2 separate regions of the Mus musculus genome follow, and region 2 is linked to region 1. Evidence: chromatin contacts called from public Micro-C data. All regions are on one chromosome and are shown on one strand. The core of a region is the stretch at or near the end of the contact, and the rest is flanking DNA. Distances in the headings are between cores, read along the strand shown. Region 1 has its middle 18 kb from the start of Eif2a. Region 2 overlaps Selenot (selenoprotein T).

What was found. Hi-C and Micro-C count contacts between places; a contact is called where the count stands out from the background.
Region 2: a Micro-C map of granulosa cells shows a contact between it and region 1, with 2.9 times the contacts expected there. The contact joins two enhancer-like sites. A contact is called at or near these places in 1 of 15 datasets of contacts at CTCF or cohesin (large pre-B cells), 9 of 484 Hi-C or Micro-C datasets (the 63-12 cell line, B cells, Th17 cells and 6 more) and 4 of 115 datasets of contacts at active chromatin or transcription factors (the HPC-7 cell line, bone marrow-derived dendritic cells, pro-B cells and 1 more).

Annotation. Positions count from the first base shown.
Region 1 is chr3:58,506,703-58,509,915 of GRCm38.p6, forward strand. No RefSeq gene overlaps it. Among named protein-coding and RNA genes, the nearest start is that of Eif2a, 18 kb to the right of the region's middle. Within about 2 kb of position 1,754, at least 67 of the 459 cell types and tissues checked have an H3K27ac peak or open chromatin away from gene starts, as enhancers often do. A contact at or near this core is called in granulosa cells, where this site is marked.
Region 2 is chr3:58,591,445-58,595,118 of GRCm38.p6, forward strand. Selenot (selenoprotein T) reads left to right here. Exons shown (of 6, transcript NM_001040396.3): 6 at 1-2,100. Among named protein-coding and RNA genes, the nearest start is that of Selenot, 17 kb to the left of the region's middle. Within about 2 kb of position 2,352, at least 13 of the 459 cell types and tissues checked have an H3K27ac peak or open chromatin away from gene starts, as enhancers often do. A contact at or near this core is called in granulosa cells, where this site is marked.

The sequences.
Region 1 (3,213 bases), core at 504-3,003:
ATGAGGGAGGTATGGCCCAGATTAGAGGTGGGTTTTCTTGGTTCCAAAGATCTGAATTAACGGTGTGTCTGCCTACCTCAAAGATCTGGATTAGATGCAGATCTTCCCACTTCAAATTAAGCAAAAATCTTTCACAGGGGTGCCACTACATTTTTGGGTTTTAGTTAATTCCAGATGTAGTTAGGTTGACAACCAAGAATAGCACACACATTGGACCTGACAGACGGTATTTAGGAACTTGGATATACCAAATAGAGAAGCAGAAATGTATTCAGAGGCATGGTTATGCATACCTTTAATTCCAGCACTCTGAAGGCAGAGAAAGTCATCTCTGTGAATTCAAGGTCAGCTTGGTATACATATCATTTTCCAGGTCATCCAGTGATACATAGTACAGTGAGACCTGTATGTGTGTATATAGATATATAAATACACATATATACATATATGTATACGCATATACACACACTTATATATATGATTTATATATATATAAATATAAATTATAGCTATATAATATGTAGATGACTTTTTAGGTTTTATTGTAATACATGTGACCCAAATGTCACTGAAATACCCATAGGTAGTTGAGTAAATCACGAAACATCCTGCTCATGTTATAATATAAAACCACCAGAGGTCTATCTGTGGTCTATCGGTGTGGCCAGTGTGGGCTGGTACCAGGATAAGCATGCTTTGCTTTTGTTTCCTCATCTGGATCTATTTTAGGTGAAAAGCAAATGGGGAAAAAAAAGAGGATCTGTGTAAGTCTACCATTTGTCTCTAAAATGGATAGTTATGTATTCAATCCATATCTGTTCTGTCTCACGAAGAGGGAATGAAAGAAAGTCTTGCTGACATTTCTCTAGAACCCTTTAGTCCCTCTGCAAGGTGACTACCCGGGAGAAGGAAGCACATACACTCAACATAGACTTGTACTTGGATGCTTGGAGTACCATTACTTCATGATAGCTGGAAGTAGAAACAACCCGATGTACATCAGCTGACGGTAGAAAAAAAACAAGAAACAGTGCTGATTCTAACTGTGAAATAAATGAACCTTGAAACAATTCTCCCAAGAAAAGTGGTCAGGCACAGAAGGCAACACATTGTATCATTCTCTTTCTATGAAAATGTCAAAATGAGCAAAAGAAAAAGTATATAAGTGGTTGCTAGGGACTGGGGGGGGGGGGCGAGTGGGGGCGTGGGGGGGTAGTAGTGGTGTGGCTAGAGAAGCAGCTAGCAGACACCTTATCTCATGTAGTAGAGGAACCCGGCACTGGCGCCTGGTGCTGCCACTTGTATCCAACATTGCACAGGTCAGAGAGAGTAGACAGGGAAATGAAATAAAAGCTACTCAAATTGGGAGTGAAAGAATCCAGGTTATGCTTATTTGTAAATGACATAATCTTATATGTGAAATAGAATCTACTAAAACAAACAAATTTACAAACAAGCTCAGCAAGGCTGTAGGAGGGAGACACAACACACCGTGTTTATCTACACACTGGTACCCAGCAGACAGATGCAAGAGACAAGCAATGATGCAGGGCACAGTGTACTTATCCGTACACTAGTTCAGAGCAGGCAGAAACCAAGAAAACTACTTACAATAAAGTTTAAGAGAATAAAGTGCTTCACAGCAAATTTCACCAAAGTGCAAACTCAGGAAAACTGCATTGTTGAAAGAATACCTCAATAAACTAAAAGAAAGGCCTTGTTTGTGGATTGGGAAACAATGTTGCAAAGATTGCAACACAGCCCAGATTGCTTTACAGAAGTCACAGTGTCCATGCTAGTTGGCTTCCTGGTAGAAGGTGGCAAAGCTGTTCTGAAAATTCATAGGGAAACGCGAGAGAACCAAAATAGCTCAAAACAACCTTGAAAAAGAGAACAAGGTTGCACGCCTTCTGTATACTTCCTGATTTCAAAACCTACCACAAAGCATAGCAATCAGGGCACGGTGGACTAAAAGACGCCCAGACATACAGATCATGGTTAGACATGTAAATCTAGAGACAAATCAATGGATAGGTTGTCAACTCATGTCCCGAAGGATTGCCAAGACAATTCAGTGTGGGAAAATATCATTTAACAAACTGTACTGGATAAACTAGATATTGACGCACAGAAGAATAAAAACAGACTCTTACCTCAAGCCATACACTGAAAATACTTAAGAGGAGCCTTAAAGGGAGAGCACATGAGCTATGAAAACTGTTTCTTTTTAAGATAAAGAAAAATAATCTCAACGCAAAATTTAAATGAAACAAATAGACCTTACTATGTATGAAGTCAGTACATAGCCATACAGAAATTTCAGGTGATTCAAACTTAAAAAGCATTTTAGACATTTTTATTTTATGTGTTTGGGTGTTTTGCCTGCATGTATATGTGCATCATGTGTCCATTGCACCAGAATCTGCTGGGACTAGAGTCACCGATGGTTGTAAACCACCACGTGGTTGCTGGAAACTGAACTCAGATCCTCTGGAAGGGCAGCCATTACTCTTAAGTGCTGAGCCATCTCAAATTTGGAGTGATTTAAAGGTAAGGACTCGACTTTATGTTCCTGAAAAGTGTTTCTCAGAGGTGACAAAAAATGTAAAAAGACTTAGATGCTAACTTTTCAGTAATAATAGTAACAAATTGGTATTGTTGTTATGAAACCATTATGTATTTAGTAGTTTCACTAAAGGGGCTATGAATCAAGATTTTCAATTGCATTTAGAAAAGAGAAACATGAAGAAACTAAGGACACACTGACACCTGTAATCTTAAATGTGATTTATATTGCCCAAGGTCAGGTCAATATTGACAAAAGCCTGACAGAAACCCAAGCTTCAAGGCATCTGAAAAGTCACTCGGCCTTGCTAGTGACAATAGTAGTGCACCGACCCAACACAGAGACTTACTAGCCAACTATGAGTGGGCAAATGTTAGCATCTGATAGAATAATATATGGGGATGCAGAGATGGCTCTGTGGTTAAGAGCACTTGCCATGCTTGCAAAGGAACCAGGTTCTGTCCTCAGACCCCACATGGTGGCTCACAACCATTTGTAGCTCTGGTTTCAGGTGACCCAACTCCCTCCGAGGGCACCAGGCACACCCATGGTGCATATGTGTATACATACATGTGTATACACATGCAGGCAACACCCTCACACACATACTATAAATAAACCTTTAAAATGTTAAATGTATTTTGATG
Region 2 (3,674 bases), core at 1,102-3,601, 85 kb after region 1:
TTAAATGAAAGTTTACTGCTCAGTGCCTCTCTTAGCATTATTTTTAACAACCATCTGCCTAAGTTTTTTGTTTTTGACTTACAGATAATCTCATAAAGAACATACTTTAGATTCACACATAAGTAATGAGCTAATTTACTGTTTTTAGAACGGTTGAAACTCACCTCACTAAAGAAAAATTCAGCGAAACCTCTTTACAAAGTGTATTATGTAAACAGAGATCATTTGTCTAGTAATTGAATTATCTTAACATCATATATCAGAATTTTATTGTATTTGAAAGACAAAATTAAAAATATTTTTAATGTTTTCATATTGTTCCAGAGTTCTAAAGAGAAATTTAGAGTTGATAAAGACAATAAGAATGATTTCTCAGAAATAGAGCATAATTTTGAATAGCAGTTACATAGCAGCTGTGGCAACAGAAAGGGATTAAGTGGAAGAGCCAAATGTAATCCTGGACTTGTGAGTGGAAGTTATGAGCTGAGGGAAGGAACTGCAATGGGAGACTTGATGTTGATGCCACCTGACTCTTAGATGTTGAGAGCAGCTTGACTACTGGACACACACTGAGTGCATTCAGGCAATGCCTCTTACAGCCTAAAGTGGAATCTACTGTGATCTTCAGATAGCAGGAAGATAGTCTAGTGATGGAATGTTACCCTTTTGACTAGTATCATAGCACTGCTAGCCTAGGTTCTTTTGGTAATAGACATTGTAATTTAAACGGAAAGTTCCATATATATGTATATATTGACTAGATCTTAAAACCTTGCTAATATGGTTGCCTACCACTTCAGACTCCACATCTTGCAAAGTTTAACATCGGAGGGGCCTTTCTTCAAGTAATAGGCATTCCATTTGTGATGCAGTTAGCTTTATGGCACATAGACATTCATAATTTGAGCCATGGATGTTCATGTGTACTTGACAGGTCAAACTATGAAGGACAATGTCAAATCTAACTTTCTCCATGTATGCCTTAGGTTGAATTTGTTTCCAAGTTAATAGCTTTTACTGGCTTAGACATTCACACTCATCTCTGTTTTATTTTATGCTTAGTCATATTTAAATCCAGAATTTAATAGTCTACTAGACAGATAAATGAGATGCATGAATATAAAAATATATAAGGGAAAGGAGATGGTAAACTATTTATAACTTTATTATATTACTAACATTTCAAAGTTTATTAGTTGCTTATAAATTGTATAGTTACAAAATGTCTGTGCTCCATTAATCAGAAGATCGCAACGTATCAGCAGGCTGGCTAATTTTACTGGTGTTTTCAACACAGTTGCTATTGTGGAAGGTTTTTTGCATTAATTAAAAAGTTGGTAAAACCTGGCTTTTACCTCAGCGTGTCAGATGTAGAGAACACGTGCTCTCAGTGTGTGAGTGGCAGTGGCTGTGCACTCGCATTCGTGACAGCTGCTCAGCCTGAACAGCTGTGCAATGCGGTGAGCTCCAGTCATGGTTCATTCTTACTTCAGAGCTTTAGTAGTTTGGAAGTTTGACTGACTGGCACATTCTATCATTGTCATAACTTAAATAATTCAGTTAAAATTTTTTAAAACATGATTTGATATTTAGGGCTTTTCTTTTTTAAAAAATGAGAAGCAAGTAAAGAATTGTAAAGATTTGGGACTTCTTTGTGGCATTGTGAAATAAATAAGCCAATGTGAAAGGAACCCTGCTTTGTGAAAATGATTCTGTCCTAGTGTACTTTATGTAGCAGATGTGTTGAGGGGATTCTGCACTGTAAAGGCTGTCATCCAGTGAATGGTGTTTGCTTTCTCGGGCATCTTAAGCCAACCAGTTTGTTTAACACCTATTTCTGACTCTAAATCTTACCTGTTTTAGAACTTAAAGTTGTTTTCCTAAGCTTTATAATTTGCAGGTACAGTACTGAGCCATTGACAGTGTTGTGATTTATTCTTGTCTGGAACATAAAGGAATAACATACGTTGTCCCATCTTAAGTTTTCCTGAGAAATGTATGTATTAACACACCCAAATCTAAAGAGAAAACGACCACTTTTCTTGTCTTGACCAGCAAGTAATTAATTCTAGAAGAAAATAAAGATCACTTGGTTTTTAATTAAGCCAATACTTAACTTTCCCAGAAATGGGAGATTCCCTGTCTCTTCCACCTCTTTGAGAAAAGTGGAAATCAGTAAATATTTACGTAACAGAATGAACAGCCAGATCCAGCTTTGAAACTATCTCAGAGAAAAACACAAGTAGTTTCAGATGTAGAATGAAGACTGAAAGCCTTGCCTTCTGTACCAAAGCTAGCAGGGTGCTTTGCTTTTGTTAACCGCGGTGCCTGCGGTGTCTTCCCCAGACTGCCCTTTCAGTTTCTGCATAAACATTACCAGGACAGAGGCCAGCTGCTTATCTCTGGAGATTCTGAAACTGAGCCCAATAATTTGCATTTCTTGGTAAGATTCAAGATACCGTTGATTATCTGTCCAAGCTACTCTGAGCAGCATTGTACTCCAAGGTCATAATTCAGCCCAGAAAAAAAACTGGAAAATTTGCTTCCTTTTGTTTTTTTCTTTCCCAGAAACACTTAAGTCATTTGGTAAAATAGTAACTCAAATAAAGAATGACAGGAGAGGTGATGTTTCTTAAAAGGGTTGCCCCAGTTGGTATTTTGTGACTGCAGCATATCCTTTCCTATGGAAATAACATTTGAAACTAGTTTTTGAAAGAATATTAAAATTAAAATTCGAATGCTGGGTGTGGTGGCGCACGCCTTTAGTCCTAGCACTCTTGGGAGGCAGAGGCAGGCGAATTTCTGAGTTCGAGGCCAGCCCTGTCTACAAAGTGAGTTCCAGGACAGCCAGGGCTATACAGAGAAACCCTGTCTCAAACCCCCCCCCCAAAATAAAATAAAATAAAATAAAATTAGAAACACTAATATTTGAAAGATTAAAAATAGGAATCTTTTTTGATGGATTCATTTTAAAAGTGTATAAACTGTCAACATGACTGCTCCATGGTATAGTCAAGGGGAAGGTTTTTATTATAGATACAAAAAAGAGAGCAGCCAGAGGCATCTGGAGTAGTCTAGAGCAGAAAGAGGTAAGTAGACTGAACATAGATAGCCAGGGCTATCTTCCATAGTGGGGAGAATATCAAGGGATAGAGAATAGAGAAGACGTGAGAAAAGCAGAGGGGGTGGGGGAGGGGAGAGCACAGTGAGAAGCCCAGGGTATTAGAATGAGTAGTTAGGGGAGCTGCAGAGAGTTAGGGTGAGAAGGAGGTGAGGAAGGTAGCTCAAACTTCATGCTTTGATATACTGGGTGCTGGGAGGCAGGCGGCGGATTTGGCGGAGCTTTGGGGGGAGGGGGTGGGGTGGGGGAAGAAACTTGGTCTTGTGAGAGTATAAGTTGCTTAATATACTGTCCTGTCCTCTGTCCTGGCTCTTAAGTTGCTCTGAGGCCAGAAGCCAATGGCTTCAGGTAAGTTAACACCGTATTGTTAAACAGTGGGGGTATGGGCTGGATCCATGGCTCAGCAGTTAAGAGCACTGACTGCTCTTCCAGAGGTCCTGAGTTCAATTCCTAGCAACCACGTGTTGGCTGACAATCATTTGTAATGAATCTGATGTCCTCTTCAGGTGTGTCTGAAGGCAGCTACAGTGTACTCATATGCATTAAATAAATC